Regions from separate parts of the Sus scrofa genome. Here region 2 is linked to region 1. The links are chromatin contacts, called in public HiChIP or PLAC-seq maps. All regions are on one chromosome and are shown on one strand. The core of a region is the stretch at or near the end of the contact, and the rest is flanking DNA. Distances in the headings are between cores, read along the strand shown.

Region 1 (3,474 bases), core at 615-3,114:
GAAAGTTCATCACAGCCATAGATATGGCTAATTTTCCTTATACCACCTCTAAGCTCTCCAAGGAAGCTTACAACTATCATATAAATCTGTAGGAGAAAAAGGCTACCTTGGTGCTTTAGCTGCCACCCTGGCCTTGCACAGTGGTCTCTTTAGATCTTTGCTAGCACAAGAAAAGCATTGTCAAGTGGGATCTGCTTTTAAGCCACCAGCCAAATCACGTTTCTGAATCTTCCAAGCTTAAGACTAAACCCTGGACTTTGCTGAATCCACCAAAGTAAATGGCCCTTTCTCAAGTCCAATCTGGACATCTCACCAGATTTCTCTCTGGGCCTCCTTAGAGAATACCTCATCATTCAAAATACCCCCAATTTTGATTAATGGAAAAGTTTAGTTTATAGACTTGGCTATGTATGGCTTTTGCAAATCTCCAAAAAGTGAATAGAATAAAATAGCCTTACCCTAAAATATCCTAACTGTTTACATTTTTGATGATTCAAGAACTGCTTCACCAAAAGACATATCCAGAAAATGTTGAACTCTTAAATCACAGCAGAAAACAAATAACCCAATGGAAAAAACCATTGGGTAAAATAATCGAACAGGCATGTTACCAAAGAGGATATCTGGATGGCAAGTGAGTACATAAAAAATTGCCCAATAATGCCAATTATTAAGGAAATGCCTATTAAAACCATGTGAGTTACCACTTATTATAATGTCTAAAAGAAAAAACACTGAAAATGCCAAGTGCTAACAAGGATGCAGAGCAACTGGAACACCAGGCATTGCAGGTGAGAATGCAAAAAAGGATTGCCAGTTCTTTAAAAAGTTAAACATGCACAAACCATATGACCCAACAGTCCCATTCCTGGATATTTACCCTAGAGAAAGCAAAACTTATTTTCACCTAAAAATGTGTGCATGCATGTTTATAGCCACTCTAGTCATAATCACCAAAAACTTGAAACAACCCAAATGTCCTTCACTAGGTGAATGGGTAAACAGAAGCTACTTCAGAATTTTATAGCACTTTGGGGGGAACATTATGATCAATTAGTGTCATGAGGTGGTACCTTAGGAGGGAAATGGTCATACGTTTTCTACCTATTAAGATTCCAGAGAAAGGAGTTTATGCTACCACAAATATCAGAAAATGTTCAAGTTGTTCACTGATGCATGTGTTAGCCGTACTGTGTCTCTATGAGTGCCTTTGTCTAAATATATAGGTATTAAGTATGAAGTGTAGGTTTTGAAAACAGAAAGGCGAAACATAGCAGTGGGAGGAACACGAGAAATGAATGTAGAATAAATGAAGGTGTCTTCTGTTCATCATTGTTGGCTTCAACCCCAGAACCAAAGTGAGGCAAGTGCCTGCGTATGTGTTTGATGAGAAAAGAAAAAAAAAAAAAAATTTGTTAATTACCGCTTAAAATCACTGAGTGTCTTTGAAAGCTGGTCTCCGTGGGGGTGTGGAAAGGAAACCTCTGTATTTAGTTGAATTCAAGAGAGTTGACAGACTTAAAGAATTGGCAGGGCAGGAGGTACTGCCAGAGGAGAGTAACTCCTCCTATTGGGACAGTCTTTGTCAAGTGCTTTGGGCCCTGAGGAGTCAGGGACTTGACTTGGTGTGACCCCTCCTCCCCACTCAGAAGCAGCAAAAAAAAAAAAAAGCAACTTTTATCTCCATATTCCAAAATGTGCTTAATCAGGGGTGGGAAAGCCACTAACTGAATTAAATGAGACATAAATTTACCAGCAGGTGGCAATAGAGGTAGTTGTGTCTTGCCTTACTTTGTAAGCCAGAGATGGGACCTTTCAGAACTTGATTGGGCCCCAGCTTCACTTCCCTGTCTTAGGCTAGCATTCTAGGAGGGAATTGTTCAAGCCAAAATACTGTAGTAGCCAGACGCATGACCTTTTCTTCACTGAGCTGCTGCTCTGCTCCAGTTTCTGTGTGGCACCTCCTCTAAGAGTTTGATGTTTTTAATTGAAAATTGGAAATAATAGCAAAATCATGTAGTCTCATAAATTAGCTTTATTTGTAGTCAAATAAATTAGCTTTAGTTGTGGTTAAAGGAAATAAAACACTGCTTTCAAATGCAGCCTCCTGACTTACTACTAGGCTAACCCAGATTCCCAAAGAACAAAGATGAAGCAATTAGACTGCTTCTGAATGTCAGAGGGGCCCTAGGTTCCGAAGTGAATTTTACTGACCTTTGTTAATTCTTTGCACACAGGAGAAAACCCTTAGATTTCAATGGAAAAGTAAATTTTTATTTACACCCAACCATTTCAGGGCCCGTGGAATAGGATAGTGTACTATGAGGCTCAGGTCCCCAGTGGAGAGCAAAGGGCTGCAGGAATGTTTCACCTGAGTGTCCTCACCCTGAAAATTACCAATTGTCTGTACTTCTTCCTGTTTTGCCAGCTTTCTCTGATTTTCTGCTTCTCTCTCCCTCTGGGGACGTTCTTAAACTCTAACTCCTGTCTCATTCTCTATTACAGAATAGAGATTCTCTATTCAGAATCTCTTGGATCTTCTGTGGTTCCTCACCCCCTTTAGTTTTTTTAGTCTCTCTCTCTCATGACTAAAAGGAAATTTGGAATACATGATTTAGAAAAATAAAAACTATTGTTGCTGTATTTTATGGTCTTAAATGTAAAGGCTCATTCAATTCCATATTTCTAAAAATCAGAAATAAATTACTTGTTCAATTATTTAACTTGATTTTTAAATAAACCCATTTACTTGATTCAAAATTCCAAAAAGGCAAAAGGGTAAAAATGTTCTCTTACCTCTCCTCCCAGCCACACAGTTCTCTTTGGAAGTACCTAATTCTACTATTTTCGTTATTTCTATTTAAGTAATAATATTTATTTCTGATAAATACTACCAGAAACATTAAATGTGTATACAAGCAGTTAAACATATATATTTACATATGTAAGTTGTGTATATGTGTGTTTATACATCTTTTATTTTCTTGTTTTTTACACAAAAGCATACTTAATACAAAAGCACTTTGGTTTTCGTGTGTTTTTTTGTTGTTTGTTTGTTTGTTTTTACTTAACTGAATATCCTGGCAGTCATTCCCTATTAATCTGGAAAGAACTTTTCTTTTTCACAGCCCCAGAGTATTATACCATATGGATAGTCCATAAGTGATTTAACCAGACCACTGCAACTAGGTAGTGAGGATGTTCTCAATTGGATGCTATTGCAAACACTTCTGCTGTGAATAACCTTATTCACATGGAATTTTGCACGTAGGAGCATATGTCTGAAGGAAAAATTCCTAGAAGCAGAACTGCTGGATTAAAGGATTTGTGCATTTGTAAGTTTAATAAATATTGCAAAACTGCCTTTCATAGAATTTGTAACCCCAAGGATATGAGAGGACCTTTCTGTATTCTCACTACCGAGGCTTCCTCATTGCTCTGTTTTTCACAATTCTATTCTTGTTTTTTCTTTTT
Region 2 (3,474 bases), core at 307-2,806, 78 kb before region 1:
TGGAATCTAAAATATAGCACAAAATGATCCTATCTACTAAACAGAAACAGATTGCAGACATGTAAAGCAGACTTGCGGTTGCTGGGTTGTGGGGCGAGAGTGGGATGAATGGGGAGTTTAGGTTAGTAGTGCACACTGTTGCATTTGGAATGGGTAAGCAATGGGGTCCTACTGTACAGCACAGGCAACTTATGTCCAATCTCTTGGCTTAGAACATGATGGAAGATAGTATTAAAAAATGTACATGTATGCATGCTCGTGATACTTGTTATACAATAGAAACATTGATGAAACATTGAAAGAACATTGTAAATCAAATACAATTTAAAAAATAAAATTTAATAAAAAACAAAAAAAATTAAAAAGGGATAGAATAAAAGCCCCCATTACTGGGAAATCAGACTCCTATAGAGCAACCTTTCAAACTCTATTCAATACATATTTTTATTATAACATTTAGCTTTACAGTAGCATATAACTTAATAGCTTTAAGTGGAATTACTCCCCATGGACCTTTGTATGGACACCTGAAACAGCTCAGAAAATCAGTCCTCAGTTATGGCTTGTGCAATACCCACGTCTCCACCAGAGGGCAGCAAGAGGCTGTACCCAGATTACTCTTTGCTGGCTTCTAGCTTCAGTTAGAAGCCAAGCAGAACAACCTAATCTACATACCAACTCGCCAGTGGAATCTCAGCTTCACAACCTCAGACAGAATGGAGACAAATGGACTTATTCCTGGCAGAGGAGATTTAAAATATCAAAGAAACGTCTTATAGGCAAAGTAGATGCGCATGATTTCAAGGCTTTGCCCCTGACTTGGAAGCAAGTCATGTGATCTGAAGACCTCCTTTGGCCAGAAGTGGCATAACTTAGTTTATTGTCAAGGAACAGAGTCACCTGACCCTAGCATTGTCAAGACTTAGAGAAAAAGTTGATAATCAGATAATTGGATGTGGGTTTTTTTGTTTTTTGTTTTTTGTTTTTTGGTTTTTTTTTCTGCATTAAAGGCTCAATGCCCAAGAACTGGCCTTGGAGAAAATGAAATCATTATTCCTATTCTTTGACAGCCTTGAGGCAGAATTTCCAAGGCAAATTTATAAGGTGTATAAGGATTTAGTTTCTTGTTTTGCTTTCTTCTCTCTTGCCAGTTACCTCCTGAGAGCTGGGCATGGATCAGTAAAATCCCTCTGCTGTGGCTGCCAGCAAGTCTGTGCCTGATTTGGTGCATTTCTGAAAAGGTACCAGGGCCTCTAGTGGAATATAACACCCTAATACTAGGCCAAGGGTTGGATCCAAGCCACATTTCAATGTCTGCTGCTGAACCAAGCTCTAAGCAGGGACCATCTTTTCTGCCCAAGAAGTTGTTACTGGAATCTTTCAAGTGTTTGCTTTTGCAACTAAACTGGTCAAGAAAATGTTTTTAAAAATTAGGAGTCACTCAGAAAGGAGATAGCCTCTTTTCACCCAACATTTCCAAGAGACACATCATCTGTGTACCCAGATACCCTCAGAAAAATACACATGTGTACATGCACACTTGCCAAGACACAGAAAGTTCTCAGGAGACTCATGTTCCTAAAAGCTTTCTGTCTTTTACACCAGTGTTTATTGCTGTCTAGTCTCATACGACCTACTATGGGAGATACTGGCATAGCAAGAATTTTGCATCAGGAATATATAAGAAAACATGATCAAGGCAGAAAGCAGGTGTATTCAAATAGTGTCAAGGTATTCAAGTGTGATAGAGCCAGTAGGTAGAGTAACATCTAACTCAGGTCGATTCCAGGATAAAAAGATATTAAAATTCGCATTGAAAATCTCCCTCCAGGAGCATATAGGCATCATGAGAACAGGGATGTTTAGTTCCTTGTTCTAACAAGAAGCTATTTCATCCCTCATTCTGTCCTAAGTGCCTAGAACAGTTCAAATACTCAATTTTTGTCAAATGAAGAAAATACTTAAGAAAGTTACCACATCAGAGACCGATATCTCTCAGTGAGTCTGTTTCAGACAATCCTTTCCCCCTCCAACATTAAGGCAGATCATGATTTATTCACTTGAACACTAGCTGATGTAGTTGGCCTGGCTCAAGGGGCTGTGTTGTATGCATCTTTAATAATAGCCGCATCCAGAGAGGCAAGTTGCTCACCTCAGAGAAGCCCATGGGCACAGATGCTGGCTGAATAAAGGAAGATTCCCTTCTCCTACTCTCTTGTGGCCAGATTTAGCAAATAAAAATAGAGCGTGCTCTGTTAAATTTGAATTTCAGATAAATGAATTTAGCATAGTACAAACTTGTACTAAAAAAAAATTCATTATCTAAAATTCAAAAGTAAATGTGTCCTGTATTTTTGGCAGCCCTAATCTACAGCATATACTTGCTGAGCAGAAGGAGGGAAGAATTGTCTGACATTTAAATTTTGACCTTCCTAGGGTCACACAGGTTGTATTTTTTAACTTCAGTGTATGAATGCCACTGTAGTGTGACCATGACAGTAGACCCCATTTAATTCCTTTAGGTGTGCCATTGAAAATTCTAATATTTGGAAACGTTCCGTGAACTCAAAGTTTTGAAAACCTAGTATAGGGTCTTTGGTAATCGGTCTCCTTTGATCTGAATGAAGGGTCTTCCCTGTAACCTTCTCCATCCCCTAGACTTTAATTCTAGGCAGATTTTAATTGTAAACAGACTTTGATTTCTGGGCAGATAGCTTTGTTCAGAAGGTTGAAACTAGGCATAGGAGGTCTTGTGTTTCCTAAGTGATTTCCAGCCTATTATCAACCTCCTGATCATGAAGCGGCTATCACAGCCAATTTTGGGAGTGGGGCAGGAATTCATACTGCAAGAGTCGGGGAAAGTACTGAATTAAGTAATGATAACATGAACTCACTTTTTCCAACATGAATATGGTTTAGAAAAAGTGATCCCCAGACTTCTGTTCACAAACATCATTTATTAGTCCTGGGCCAGAGCCAGTCTTTCCTGAGAACCCATACCTGGCTGTAAGCTAAACAAGTGTTCCGTTCCTGGCTGTGGTCTCAGAGGGACCACCTTTACCCAGAGCTTAGCCCTCATACATGATGGCTTAGCTCAGCCAAAAGGCTCTGTGGATAACCCTGGGCACCTTGGGTGGGGGTGGGGGTGGAGGAGTGGCAGGGGGCAGAGGAATTTAGGTGGTAATCAGAAAAGGAGAACTCTTTTCATTGAAAATCTTTGTTCAGATAACCTCAAAGTTTATTGACAGAATTTTGTAAAGAAAATGTTCTTTTGTCACTTGTAAGCATTATTGCTTTTTATTGAACTATACTATACATAAATAGGAGACCAAATAAATGAATAAAAATAAAACTCTTACCTTCCTAGAAACCTCCATTATATTACATGGCATTTAAGATCTTTCACAAATTAACACCAGTCTATCTTTCCAACCCCATTTCCTGCCACTTCTTTCTAGGACTGTCATACTCTAC

The links. HiChIP or PLAC-seq counts read pairs in DNA pulled down with a chosen protein or histone mark.
Region 2: an H3K27ac HiChIP or PLAC-seq map of skeletal muscle shows a contact between it and region 1, with 7 times the contacts expected there. The contact joins two enhancer-like sites. A contact is called at or near these places in 12 of 47 Hi-C or Micro-C datasets (brain, embryonic fibroblasts, epiblast stem cells and 6 more) and 2 of 2 datasets of contacts at active chromatin or transcription factors (alveolar macrophages and skeletal muscle).

What each region holds. Positions count from the first base shown.
Region 1 is chr13:146,810,236-146,813,709 of Sscrofa11.1, reverse strand. No RefSeq gene overlaps it. Among named protein-coding and RNA genes, the nearest start is that of NEPRO, 90 kb to the left of the region's middle. Within about 2 kb of position 1,864, at least 7 of the 83 cell types and tissues checked have an H3K27ac peak or open chromatin away from gene starts, as enhancers often do. A contact at or near this core is called in skeletal muscle, where this site is marked.
Region 2 is chr13:146,887,668-146,891,141 of Sscrofa11.1, reverse strand. The region is part of intron 5 of GTPBP8 (GTP-binding protein 8); the gene reads left to right. Among named protein-coding and RNA genes, the nearest start is that of NEPRO, 13 kb to the left of the region's middle. Within about 2 kb of position 1,556, at least 15 of the 83 cell types and tissues checked have an H3K27ac peak or open chromatin away from gene starts, as enhancers often do. A contact at or near this core is called in skeletal muscle, where this site is marked.